4 separate regions of the Mus musculus genome follow, and regions 2, 3 and 4 are each linked to region 1. The links are chromatin contacts, called in public Micro-C and promoter capture Hi-C maps. All regions are on one chromosome and are shown on one strand. Each heading gives the region's core, a stretch centred on a gene start, on an enhancer-like site or on the middle of the called end of the contact. The rest is flanking DNA. Distances are from core to core; before and after follow the strand shown.

Evidence for each region. Promoter capture Hi-C pulls out the DNA fragments that hold promoters and counts their contacts. Hi-C and Micro-C count contacts between places; a contact is called where the count stands out from the background.
Region 2: a promoter capture Hi-C map of cranial neural crest shows a contact between it and region 1. The contact joins the promoter of Rab4b here to the promoter of Trim28 in region 1. A contact is called at or near these places in 3 of 39 promoter capture datasets (cranial neural crest, hippocampal neurons and maxillary cranial neural crest).
Region 3: a Micro-C map of embryonic stem cells shows a contact between it and region 1, with 9 times the contacts expected there. The contact joins the promoter of Rps19 here to the promoter of Trim28 in region 1. A contact is called at or near these places in 1 of 39 promoter capture datasets (second pharyngeal arch cranial neural crest) and 1 of 484 Hi-C or Micro-C datasets (embryonic stem cells).
Region 4: a contact with region 1 is called in a promoter capture Hi-C map of cranial neural crest. The contact joins the promoter of B9d2 here to the promoter of Trim28 in region 1. A contact is called at or near these places in 3 of 39 promoter capture datasets (the HPC-7 cell line, cranial neural crest and maxillary cranial neural crest) and 1 of 484 Hi-C or Micro-C datasets (B cells).

What each region holds. Positions count from the first base shown.
Region 1 is chr7:13,022,543-13,026,171 of GRCm38.p6, reverse strand. It overlaps Trim28 (tripartite motif-containing 28), which reads right to left and starts at 2,020. Exons shown (of 17, transcript NM_011588.3): 1 at 1,111-2,020; 2 at 756-868; 3 at 396-528. The coding sequence starts at 1,453. Gm31649 reads left to right here and starts at 1,583. Exons shown (of 1, transcript XM_006540453.4): 1 at 1,583-2,464. The coding sequence starts at 1,627. The coding sequence ends at 2,172.
Region 2 is chr7:27,177,448-27,180,829 of GRCm38.p6, reverse strand. Rab4b (RAB4B, member RAS oncogene family) reads left to right here and starts at 1,947. Exons shown (of 8, transcript NM_029391.2): 1 at 1,947-2,103. The coding sequence starts at 2,088. Mia (melanoma inhibitory activity) reads left to right here. Exons shown (of 4, transcript NM_019394.3): 2 at 1-130; 3 at 551-661; 4 at 996-1,089. The coding sequence ends at 1,019.
Region 3 is chr7:24,883,276-24,886,399 of GRCm38.p6, reverse strand. Rps19 (ribosomal protein S19) reads right to left here and starts at 1,808. Exons shown (of 6, transcript NM_001360119.1): 1 at 1,733-1,808; 2 at 1,194-1,264; 3 at 848-948. The coding sequence starts at 1,264.
Region 4 is chr7:25,679,413-25,682,512 of GRCm38.p6, reverse strand. It overlaps B9d2 (B9 protein domain 2), which reads right to left and starts at 1,733. Exons shown (of 4, transcript NM_001362154.1): 1 at 1,535-1,733; 2 at 1,039-1,130. The coding sequence starts at 1,126. It also overlaps a transcript of Tmem91 not described here.

The DNA.
Region 1 (3,629 bases), core at 771-3,270:
CACCCTCCCCCCCCCCAAAAAAAAAGAGAGAGAGAGAAGAAAAAAAACTCTCCTGACTTTTTCTTTGGTCTAAAGCCAGGTGCCAGAGAACCACCAACTGCAAAGATGGAAGTCACTTCGTTCTAGCCTTTACTAGCTGCTTATGCTAAGTGACCCACTACCAGGACCTACACCCCTCCATGAGACTTCCTAGTACCAATGGTAGCAGATGCCCTACACACCCTCTGCCTGAGGCCTTTCCCTTTCCACCTAAACCTCCAAAGTCTGCTCCTGAAACCCAAGCATTTCTGAGTTCTGTGTCAGGTTCCTGAAAATCCTCTTTGTTCTATCCATCAAGTATGCATTTTAGTCAACCAAGACAGAGGCAGTTCCAACAGCCTACAAATCCAACATACCTGTGGAGCGCACAGTGTGGTCCTTGGTGTATTTCACCCGCTGGTGAGCCTCCACACAGGTCTCACAAAGTGGTTCAGAGCACTCCACACAATAGCTAGTGGCTGGGGCATTATCTTCACAGCTAGTGCAGCACTGTGAGTGATAGAAAGGTGGGGGGTTAGAACAGGCAGACCTAACCCAGCAGACCTGTATTTACTTGCCAGTAAACACAAGCTAAAATTCATACAATGCACTCAAATCTGTGCCGCCCTCCCAGACACTGAGACCGCATAAGGATACAATCCAAACTAGTGAAGATGGTGAGAGGCTCTGGAAAAGGTCACGCTTCCCTCTTCCCCAAGATTTCCCACAGGACATACCTGGTTAGCATCCTGGGAATCAGAAGAGGCCTTACTGCCACTATCACGCATAAAATAATTCTCCACGATGTCTTTGGAGTAGCACTGCTGTTTGCACACTGGACAATCCACCACTGCCAAGATAAAAATGGGAATGCATGCACACCCTCTGATTTCTTGACATCTCCCATCACATTCTGCACCTCGGTGTCCAGACCTGGTAACGGGCATTGGCAGAGGCCAGGACCCGTTCCCCGCCCCCTCTTAAACCAGCAGGCCTACTTAACCCTACCCGGGCCCCCATACTCTCGCACAGGCGCAGTCCCGAGCACGGGCTGCGAGGAGGGGGAGGGGCACCTGGCCACCCAGTACTCACTAGCGCCGTCGCCCGCCGAGCCGCCATCCCCCGAATTATTCGCTGCGGCGGGTGTAGCGGGGCCCAGGCAGGCACTGCAGGCCGAATGTAGACAGGGCAGCAGCCGAGGATCCCGCTCGGGCCGCAGGCGCTCGCGACACACGCCGCAGTGCTCCAGAAGCTCCTGCGCCTCGCCACCGCCCCCCGCAGGGGACGACGCGGCTGCAGAGGCCGCCGCGGCTGAGGAAGCAGCCGGACGCTTCTCACCGCCCGCCGAGCCCTCGCCCGACCCTGGGCTACCAGAGGCCGCCGAGGCGGCCGTCGCGGCCGAGGCCGCTGCAGTCGCTGCCGCCGAGGCCGCCATTCACACGCCGCCGGGGGGGTGGGGGGGCCGCCCAGGGGAGGAGGGGCACGGAGCCCGCTGCGCAGGCGCAAGTGCGCTCGCCGCCAACGGCCAGGCAGCCGCCGATGCCGCGAGGCCGAGCGCCGCCACGCGTCTCCTGGGCCGACGCCCGCCGCGCCCCAGGCGCTGTCGAGATGCGGCCAAGCCGCTGGCTGCGGGCCTCTGTACAGACGACGGCGCCGCCACCAGCGCCGCCTCCTCCCTCGCTTCTGAGACACTCGCGCCGCAAGACTTGCGAACAACCGCCTGACCGCGCGCCGCTCGCAGAAAGAGCCGCGGCCTGGAGGCGGGACAGAAATATCTGGCGCCGACGACGCCGCGCACGCGCGTTGGGCACCGCAGCCTGGGGGCGGGGCGCAGATTACGCACGCGCCAGGGCCCTCCCTTCCACTCGCTGCCGCCCCTCTAGATCCAGAGTAGCAATGCTGCTGGTGAGGAATTCACCCGCAGAGTGCGTGCTTGACGTCTCCCATGCCCACCGCACGGTGCACCCAGGCTGGCAACCCGCGTGCTTGAGCGCGCAGGTCCTGCAGAGCCGAACCTTAGGCCCCGCCTCCTCAGCAGGCGTGGCGACGTCTGCAGCGGCAGCCTGGCCTATAGTCGGGGAAGAGGGGCGGGACAATACAGGGTGGGCGGGGCCACGGCAGAGCAAAGCGCCGGAGCCCAGGTGGAGGGGGTGAGGGGGTCTTTGCCAGGAAGTTCCCGCCGAACGTGGAGGCGGTCTTAACCCAAACTTTCTTATTGTTAAACTCGGGAAGCAGAAAGTTGTCCAAGTCAAACCGCAGATCACAGAGAGATACTGCGAAGCCATTCTGTAAAACTCTGCCCAGTCCTTCGAAAGCCCCTTCTGTGTTAGTCCTCTGCTATACTGATTTTAGTGTGATTTCTTTTTTCTTTTTTTTTGTGTGTGTGTTAGGAGAACTGAACATTTAACGCTAAGGAATTAAAGTTGGATCTGATTGATAAATCTTATCTGAGGGAGAAATAAGACCTGGGGAGGAATCTTGACTGAGGAGCTGGACCTAGGTTGAAGAATCTGATCTAAGGTAGAGGATAGCAGGATCAAGTGCGGCTAAGCGTTTCATCTCAGAAGCAGGATCAATGTGAAAAGGCAACCTGTCCCCCTTCCCAAACACTGCCGTGCTGAGAGTGGATGCCTCTGCAGCCTTGCAGTGCACTGGCAATCCGTTCGCCAGTCTGGATCTGGGCTACAGTGAGTTGTTGCCCGCAAGCAGTTCCAAGGCTCTCAACGGCAAGAGGCTACCCCTTCCGCGCGGAACCAGGTGTTCACCCACGTGGCAGCGGAGAGACGAGGAGTATCCCGCCACTGTCCCGGGTGTGGCCTTTGTTCCCAATCAGGCTGGGGGCCCAAGGCTTTGCCCCGCCCCAGCCTTTGTTCCTTCCTCGGCAGTTCAGCGCTCACCCTTCGGCGGGCCACGCCCCCACCAGACCCAGCCTCTGGACTCTCACTTCCTACCTCAAGAAAGGAGGGTATGATCTGGAAGCTGGCAAAGCAAGCACGGGGTTGGGGGGCGGGGGGAGTGCGGGCTCCCCGTAGAAATATTTGCGGAGTATTTTCACGGACTGCTGGGACTGGACTCACCAGGATAGGGTGCCTGTGAACCACGCCTACCTCAACCCCGGGAGCAGACTTTAGGGTACCAGAGACACAAGGGCAAAGTAAATAAGTGATGGGGCCTGGGAATTTGAATGGGTGGCAGACCGCTTGCTTGCCTAGGCTGTACGAAGCTGTATCCCCACCACACCAGAACCACGGCAAGGGGTGGGAAAGAGCGGTGATGGAGGCCTGTGAGACGGCTCAGGAACACTTGCCACCAAGCCTGACCACATGAGTTTAATCACCAAGACCCCAAAGTACAAGGAAAGAACCAACTCCCTCAGATTGTCCTGACTTCATGCTCAGTCTGAGGCACGTGTGCGCATTCACTACACATGCGATTTAATTTTTTGTTGTTTTTGTTTTGTTTTCAAGGCAGTTTCTTTGTGTAACATCCGTGGCTGTCCGGGAATTCGTTCTGTAGCGTTCTGTAGACTCAGCTAGCCAACTCACAGAGATTCACCTGCCTCTGCCTCCTGAGGGCTGGATTAAATGCTCACACCACCATGCCTGGTGAAT
Region 2 (3,382 bases), core at 698-3,197, about 14 Mb before region 1:
TATCTCCATGGCTGTGGCCCTCCAGGACTACGTGGCCCCTGATTGCCGCTTCTTGACTATATATAGGGGCCAAGTGGTGTATGTCTTCTCCAAGTTGAAGGGCCGTGGGCGCCTTTTCTGGGGAGGCAGTGTGAGTCTTCAGAGAGTGATAATGGGAAGGGTGTGGGGTTTGTTTGGGTTTGTAAAGCCTTGTTTTCCATATGAAGGGAAGATTTGGGGGGAGGGGAAAACGAGATTTGGGGGAAGGAAGGACATTTTATTACTTATTGCATTTTTTTTTTTTTTCTTTAGAAATTACAGAGAAGCTTAGCGCCAAAGCTCTTTTTCATACCCGGGATACAACAGTGAACAAAGGGGTAGAGGCAGGCAACCAGCAAGCCATCAAAAGTGGCAGCAAACATGACATTGTGAGGATTAGTTGTAGTGGCAACATTCTATCCATGAGCAAATGGCATTTAAGCTGAGATTCAAGTAAGAGGGAAGATTGTACACAGGCGTTCAGCAAGCATAAGTGCCGTTTCCCCAGATGGACTTTTAACTTCTTCTCCAGGTTCAGGGAGGTTACTATGGAGACCTGGCAGCCCGCCTGGGCTATTTCCCCAGTAGCATTGTCCGGGAGGACCTGACTCTGAAACCTGGCAAAATTGATATGAAGACCGATGTGAGTGTCTTGGGGGTGGAGGTGGGAGTAGGATGATAGTTCCTTTATTTGCTTACCTGTTTATGAGAAGTAATTATTTTTGTTGTTGGTATGTACCCAAGCTGGCCTCAAAATCACTAGCCTCCAGTTTCAGCCTCCTGAGGGCTGCTGAGTTTACAGGCCCTGCCCAGTGCTGAGTGATCTCTAATTGGGAAATGGCAGAGGGTGCAGTACTGGAAGCTAATGTGTTCATTTCTGGGTGATCAAACCTAGTCCTTGCAGCTATAACTTTGTTAGAACCACTAGGCGCATTGCAATGTCATCACTGGTTGGTTTTCTATCTACTCTTTTTCAGCAATGGGATTTCTACTGCCAGTGAGCTCAGCCTACCGCTATCCCTGCAGTTACCCTTCCGGCTCTATGCAAATACAGCAGCCAATGGCAAACTATTTGTCTCTTTGGTTTTTGGGGTTGGGTGGGTATGTGCAAAGAATGTTTCACGGGTTTCTGAATATAGCCAATTAATGCCCTGAATGTTGTAACGTCAGTGGCTACTAGGCAGAATTTCACTTTGCAAGCCCTTTGCTCCAAGGTAAGGTTTGGGACCCCCAAGCAAGGGGGTAAACAGTACAATATATGTACGCTTTCCTCTCTTTTAAAGGGAGTTGAATCATTGGTATGAGCCAATAGATCCCGAGAAGCGCATAGAACGTACAGTTTTTTTGTTTTGTCTTTGTTTTGAGGGTTTCTCTATGTAGGCCCTGACTGTTCTGAAACTCACTATGTAGACCAGGTTGGCCTTGAACTCAGCGATACATCTGCCTCTGCTTCCTGAGTACTGGGGTTGAAAGCATGCGCGACCCCAGAGCCCGACCAACAGAGGTTTTTCTTGTAGATAGGGATAAATGTGCGCGTGTCCTCAGCTTTCCTCTTTCCGGTCTATGGGGTTAGAAATTACACTCAGCAGCCTGAGATCCATTCTTCCAACTCTGTCCATCCTGCCCTTGCTCCTTCTTGGCATTCTTGTCCCCGCCCCGTGCCTACGTATAACCAATACGGAGTCTAGTCTCTGCTCCCCGATATTTGACCAAATCCGTTCCACCGCTAGGGCAGCATCTCTGCCTCCGCCCTCTCCCACTTGCTCCACCAATCGCTCTTCTATGTCACGCCCCTTTTGACTCGGCCCCTCTCATGCCACCAATCCGCGCCGCTTATCCCGCCCACTGCCTCCTGAATCCACCAATCACTGCGTTGGGCGAGCGTGGCCTGGTATCCGCAGCTCCGGAGGCTCGCGCGGGAGGGGGGGGGGCGGTGAAGGCGGAAGTGGCGGCGCCGGGTCCAGAAGTGGAAAGGAGCTGAGGCTGCAGCCCGAGTGGAGCGGCTGCCAGCCGAGGAACAGGCGCGGCTGCGGCGCCATATTGCGGCCCTCAGCGGTCGCCACTGAGCCATGGCCGAGACCTACGGTGAGGCTGATGGGCCGAAGCAGGGGGGGCTGGGCCCGTAGTGGATGTGGATGTGGAAGTGGGGCGGGGCTTTCTGGTCAGGTGGGCGGGGTCTGCCCGGATACGGGGCAGGGCTAAGTGGGTCTGGGGCTGAGCTAATCGATTTGGGTGGAGCTTGAAGAGGCCGCTGTACGGGTTAAAAAGATCTAGGGCGGGATTTAAGGGACCTAGTCTTGGTAGATTAGGGTAGGGGGTAGGCCTTGAAGAGGGAAGCAAGCCTTCCTGGGCGGAGCATGAGTGGATAGGGCGGGGCTGACGGTGACCAGCAAGGGTCAGGTTTTATGGACTACAGAGAGAGCCTCACAGATGCTGTGCACCCTGCACACTCTGTGGGCTGATCTGGTTTGAGAGGGCTGGAGTGATGTTCTTGAGTTATAGATTTGAAACTTAGCGTCAAGAAATGCGGCATAAGTTTAAGGATAGAGGCCAGGGGTTCTGGACAGAGGATGGGGAGACAAGGTTCAGAGTTAGGCAATCAGTATGGATGTACAGTGTCAGGTGGGTAGAGGTAGGTTGGAAGGCAGTAGAAATCTCTGACGACAATCAGAGACAGCTCCATTCATTGAACACTCATAGAAAAGCCACAGAATCTGGTGCACACTTACCAGAGGAGGTAACCAGTTTAGGACATAGGCCCAACGTCAGAGGCCTTGACAGAGTGAATGAGTGAGAGGGGGTAGGAGGTGAAGTGAAGAGGAATGGAGGTCAGATTTAATTCTTGTTGAAATGGCTTTTGAAATGCATCAGGTAAGGTCTTGCATTGTGGAGACCTTTAGTTTGGGTTTGTAGCTTAGCTGTGCCTAGCTGTGTAGTCTTGCTTTCGTCAGTTAACCTCTCTGGCCTCATTTTCCTAGTCTGGAAAGTAGAAGTCCTTAGTATACTTCCTTCTTTCCTTTTTAAATATTTATTTAATGTATATGAGTACATTGTAGCCGTATTCAGAGCCACCAGAAGAGGGCATTGGATCCCATTATAGATGGTTGTAAGCCACCATGAGGTTGCTGGGAATTGAATTCAGGACCTCTGGAAGAGCAGTCATTGCTCTCAACTGCTGAGCCATCTCTTGAGCTGTATAATTTTATCTTTAGAGCTTTATTTATGATTAAATGAGTCTTTAGGACTGTGATGGGCATGTATATGGTAAACACTATATAAAAATAATTTTGTGTGCTATAACCCTCTCATTTGGGAAACCGAGGCAGGAAGACTGCTTCAAGTTAGAGGTCAGCCTGGACTACAG
Region 3 (3,124 bases), core at 559-3,058, about 12 Mb before region 1:
TGTCCACAGCAAGTACACCACTCTACCCAGAGAAACCCAACAGTCTTCCTCTCGCAACTCCACAGCCGCCCTAACCTACCACCTGAAGCACTGTCAACACCACTGCACGCTTGCTTCCAAGAGGGGGTGTGAGGTGCACACCTCAGCTAGGCCTCACCACCCTTCCCTACATCACCCTCCTTAAAAACGTGCTGGCAGGTGGAAGCACCGACCTTTTCCCACACTGTGGAATTGACCTTTTGGTTTTCAGAGGCTGTGTTGAGTCATGGTGGTCCCTGTGCCCATGCCAAAGCCTGAAACAAAGTGGATCCCGTGGACATTTAATATTAACTTATAAACTGCTTCACGGTCTTAAGCGAAGAGGAACTTACTTCCCACGACCAGGGGAATTCTCAGGCAGGGCCCCCCCCTAGCAAAGGCCTGGCCATGAACTGCAACCCTGGCACTACCCAGCAGAAAGAATCCTGCTCCCCTAAAGACTAGAGACAACAGGATGCACAAAGCACCCAGGCAGGATCCAGAGAGACCAGAGGGGCACCCCAAAGTTTTCTTTGGGCACCAGATCTGTAAGTTTCCTTTATAACAGGAGTGGCACTCCCGACCACTCAACCAAACAGGAGTTGACAGTTGTTCAAATCTAAATGCTATAACCGTGGACACAGAAAGCTGTTAAGACTCTCAAGTAAGCAAAATATGGACACTCATTTGCCCTCAGATTTCCTTTCTAGTTTAAAGCTACAGCTATTCAATAATGAGGTCTGTCTCCTGGTGTAGATGGGAGGGGAAGACAGGGTCCCTGCCTGGGGTCGCCCAGGTTCCCACTCCCAGCCAAAGCCTCAGTTCTTACCAGCTCGTGTGTAGAACCAGTTCTCATCATATGGGGCAAGCTCTTTATGTTTGGCCAGCTTGACTGTGTCCACCCATTCGGGGACTTTCAGCTTCCCGGACCTAGAACCAAGAGAATTGAGAAAAAGCACACTTCAAAAATTTCCAAAGATGACTTCAGATCTACTAACCTTTAGCAAGTTAACAAGGTTGGGGGAAAAAAAAAGCAAGAACGAACAGGTTAAAAAGGAAGCATGGTCACCGTAGGCCCAATTCAGAAAAGACCCCCAGCAAGTGGCCAGAGGGATTAATGACACATTGGGGTCACAGCGCACAGGGGTCAGGCCTCAGTTCCAACAAACACTTACTTTTTGAGGAAGGCTGCCAGAGCTCTGACGAACTCCTGCTGGTTAACGTCTTTTACAGTAACTCCGGGCATCTGAGGAAGGGACAAGCATGCCGAGGTCAGGCTTGGTGCAAACCCCTGACGTGGGTCCAGGTCAACACCAACCCTGCTCGTCGCCAGTCCACCCCAAAGCCTCAGCATCCACCCAGCCTCATGTCCCTGCAACTCGGCTCCTGCAGGTCCAACAGAGTTGCCGGGTGCACACGCCACGCGGATCGCAGCACCGCGGCGTGGTGACCGCGTGGGAGAGCCCTCCACACCCCGCTCCCTCAAGCCCACGTTCCGGGCGTCCCACTCACCCCTCCGCTGCCCACCTAACCCTCCGGGCTCCCGGATTGCGGCGATCAGGCATGTCCGGGCCTGCCGCTCGCACGTGGCCGCGGCTCCAGAGGGCGGAGCGACCCCGCGCCGGGCTTCCCGCGGTCCCGGCACGAGCTCTTGGGGCCAGAAAGCCCGGCCCCGTGGCCCCGCGCACAGCCGCGACCCAGAGCCCTCACTCACCGTGCGGCCTCCGCGCTGCCAGCCAGGGGAAAGGGAACGACGGGGTTTCCCGGGCGCACAAGTCGGGCGTCGAGTCTCGCGAGATTTCGGAGTGCTCGCGAGAGCGGCTAAACCAGAGGGCTCCGCCTTTCTGAGGGCGAATATGGCTTCATCTCCACCCAAAATGGGCGGGTCTGTAAGAGGAAGGGGTGGAGAAGCCAAGAGAAGGGACTCGGGAGGAGGATAAGGGATCTGGTTCCTCTTTCCGTTTCCTTGGGCGTGACCGGAGCGAGCTGGGGGAGTCGGCCTTCATTTGAGCCTTGTGTGTCTGGCGGGAACAAGGAGGCGGAAACTTTTGAGGGCGGAAGTGCGGGCGAAGTTGAGCGCGCACGAAAGGAAGGCGGGATTCAGCGCAAGACCCTGCTTCCTGGCCGGAAATGGGAATAGTTACGGGCGGAACCGTGACAGGCAATCCAGGGAAAAGGCACTATGACATGTGGCCACCACCACCTTTTGTGCTAGCATTAGCATTCGCGAGACCAAGAGATACACGGAAGCCCCACCCTTCTTTGGGCGGAAGTTGCTTCAGCTCCATTGACGCTCGCGGAGAGGAAAGAAGGCGTTGGGAGCGGGGAGGAGATTAGGGCGGGGACAAAGGGGTAGAGGCGGGCCCTTGGTGGAGGTTCAGCTCCGCCATCTAGTGCCGGAGTCTGGTTGTTCAGACCGTTAGTCTCCTCGTTTGCCTCTTCTGAGTCATCCAAGCTGACCTGTGCAACTTTATTATATCTGTACCTACCCACCCACCTACCTGCCTATCGTTTGTTGTTTTGAGACAGGATTATCATTAATTTATTTAGCCAAGACTGGCCTGGGACTTTTTATCTAAGGCTGGCTTTGAACTCATGATCCCCCAGCTTAATGCTACGGGAGTGTGTCACTACGCCAGGCTCTCAGTACCTCCCACTCCCACCCCGCAGCGCAGCGCATAAAATATTTGAGGTTGTGTTGCATCCAGACAAATATTATTTAAGATAGAAAAGAGAGGAGGGGCCGGGCGTGGTGGCGCACGCCTTTAATCCCAGCACTCAGGAGGCAGAGGCAGGCGGATTTCTGAGTTCGAGGCCAGCCTGGTCTACAGAGTGAGTTCCAGGACAGTCAGGGCTACACAGAGAAACCCTGTCTCGACCCCCCCCCCCCCAAAAAAAAAAAAGAAACGAGGGGCATTGTGATGGTTCGCTCACTAGGTAGAAGTTCTCCCATACGAGCCTGATTGACCTGATACGATTCTTTGAACCCATCACGGTATAAGAACTAACTACAGAGTTTTGTCCTCTGACTGCCACAGGTGCGTCTCAGAGAAGGGTGTATGTTCACATATCGCACCCTCTTTATACACATACTAAGACTTAAAAT
Region 4 (3,100 bases), core at 484-2,983, about 13 Mb before region 1:
GAGAGCCTCCTTTCTTAAGACAAGGTCTCATATAGCCAAGGCTAGCCTCAAACCTCTGTCGTAGCTAAGGATGACCTACGCTCCCCGGGTGACGAGATCCCCAGCATTTTCCTTCCTCTATGCACCCCACATTCAGAAGCCTCCGTCAAAGACCAAGAAGAGACTGGGCACCATCTGCGAGCACATCACAACCCCAGTGAGGAGCAAGGAGAAGCAGTGCCCACATACTGAGCACTACACCCCAGATGCTCTGCTAAACGCTCTGGGCAATGCCTTCACCTTATCTGCTCTCTGGGATTCTAACTGCCCCCTCCCAACACACACACACACACACACACACACACACACACACACACACACACACACGAAGCTTTCAGACTCCTCACTGTTGCCACGAAGGCCCATGTGTGACCTGGATCCTGTCACTCATCTGCCACTGCCGCTCCCCACCCTCAAGCCTCACTGGTCCCATCCTGTTCCCTTGCCTCAAGGCCTTGGCAGCGGCTGTTCCTTTTGCCCTGAAACGTCTGCTACTGGGTGCCCATTTCCGGCTGTTTTCCTCCTGCCCCCCAATTCAAGTGCCACTTGCACAGAAAGGCTTTCTCTGATCTCAGACCTCCACATCCCAAATCAGCCCCCAGCACATCACTTTCTTTTTTTCCCTAGAACTTACAATAATCTTGTATATATTTTGTGCTCTTTTCTTTGAGACAGGGCCCCAAACTTGTAATAGAAGGCTTCCTAGGTGCTGGAATTACAGATATGCATAAGCACACCTAGTTTGTCTACTGGCCTGAGGACAGGAAGTGTGTGTGTGTGTGTGTGTGTGTGTGTGTGTGTGTGCGCGCGTGTTTTCTATGTCACAGCCCCATATGCTTAGGGGCTATGTTTTCCGATGGTGAGATAACATGAAAGACAAGGATAAAGAGAAGCAAACAGTATGAGTTCATTGGAGAATCGAGGAAGGAACATGGAGACTTAGGCTAGGGGAGGGAGCTGGGTATTGTTTGGGAGATGAACAAGGTGTGAGGAGGATACCTGTGTGGATGCCCCACTTGCAAAAGAGGCTGCTTTCCGAGAAACCGGTGGCCCCTATGATCTGCCCGATCACGTGCACTTCAGCCATGGCTCTAGGAAAGGAAAAATTCAATCACAACCCTGTGAGGTAACTGTATTATTTCCATCTGACAGCTGGGAAAACTGAAGCCTATCACATAAAGAACAGCACTGTGATTCTAAGCTAGTTCCACCAACCCACTGACAATGTGGCCTTCATCACAGATACAAGCCACGTCCCCAGAAAAGCCCAAGAAAAATGGGGAAGTCTCCCAGAGGTGTGGGAACCTGCACCAATAAATAAACCAAGGCTCAGACGCTTAGAAAGCCCCGCCCCAGGGTTGTGGCCCCGCCCACATGTGCAAGGCCCCGCCCCTTCGCGGCAGATCAGCCAAGCTTCAAAAGGCGCATGCGTCTCGTCTCGGGTGTAGGGCCGCTTTACCCTTGCCCGTAGGCGTAGCGCATGCGTCATTCCTACCTCCGCGTACTTGACCGTTAGAAGTGAAAGCTGCCTCGGGGATGGTAGTTCACGGGCTTCTTTGCGGGCGCCGTCGAGACTAGTCTCGCTCCCCTCCCGGGCCCTTCCAGGCGGAGGGAGATCTGAGGTAGATAGATCCGCAGCCTCGCTCTCCTGGGGTGCCCCGACTGTTGCTGGGGCAACAGCAGGTTCCTCCCCTGAGCCCGCCCTGCGTGCTGATGATTGGTGCTATAGCTGCCCTCTGGGGGGCGGGGCGTAGTCGTGATGGACGCGGTCATTCGGGACTTTTTTGCGAGAATTGCATAGGTCTTGCTCCTGCGACGCCTTACGCCCCAGAGTGGGAGGCCTGGCGGGTTATCTCTATCAGCAGTTGAGGAAGTTAGAACGCCAACTGTTTCCTCTCCATATCTTCTTCACGCAATAAGCAAATCTATTGATGCTCTTTGCTTCCTCAAAACAAAACACCTTTCCTGTTCAGGATCACAGCCAGAATGGAGCCAGCCGACACTAAACGGGCACCTAAAGGGACTCCCATAGTAGTCATCTCTATGTTGTAGCTGGAGGGGAAAAAAGGACCTCCATATTCTGACACTAGAGAAATTGGGAAGTGGGTTTCTCTTCAGTTTTCAGAGCTTCCTCAGATTTCTCAAGGACTGAGAAGTCCAAGTTCTTTCTCAGAGTCACTGCAAAGTTCATTCTAGCAGCTGGTTTTGAACAAACAGGTTGGAGTAAAGATAAATGAGGAAGACGGGGCTGGAGAGATGGTGCAACAAGAGCGCTTGCCTCACTTCCAGAGAACTGGAGTTCGGTTCCCAGCATTCTGTAACTCCAGCTCCAACTCTGCCCTCTTCTGGCGTCCCAGAGGACACTTCCCACCCTCAACCCCTGCCCCGCGCACAGGTGGCATACACAAATAATAAAAATAAATCCTACAAAAGGAAGGAAGAAGCCCCTTTGGCAGGAAGTCAGGGAAGAAAGCCTCTCTCCTTTATATATATATATTTTTTTCCCAAGTCGGAAACAAATTTTAAAAATTTTATGATGAGTATTGTGGCTCATGAGAGACTGAGGCAGGAGGAATGCTGCAAATTTAAAGCCAGCCTGGGCTATTAAGTGAGTTCCAGGCCAATCCCCCTTAAACAAACAAACTAAAACTAAAACAAGAACTTAAGTCGTGTGTGTGTGTGTGTGTGTGTGTGTGGTGTGTTCAGGTGTATGGGTGGTTGTTTGTATGGTGCATATGTAGAGGCCAGAAGATAGCTCGTCTGTGTGGTGTGTGTGTGTGTGTGTGTGTGTGTGTGTGTGTGTGTGTGGTGTGTTCAGGTGTATGGGTGGTTGTTTGTATGGTGCATATGTAGAGGCCAGAAGCTAGCTCACCAACCTCCAAGGTTGTCCCTAGAAGCTATCCACTTTTTTTTCCTTCCAATTTTCAGGATATGTGTTACCAACACTAACACCACTGTTTTTGTGTGCTTGCTTTTTAAACATCTGTTGTTTGCACTGGTGTTTTTCACGTATATCTGAGCACCAGGTGCATGCAGTGCCTGCCAAGGCTACAGGAGAGTA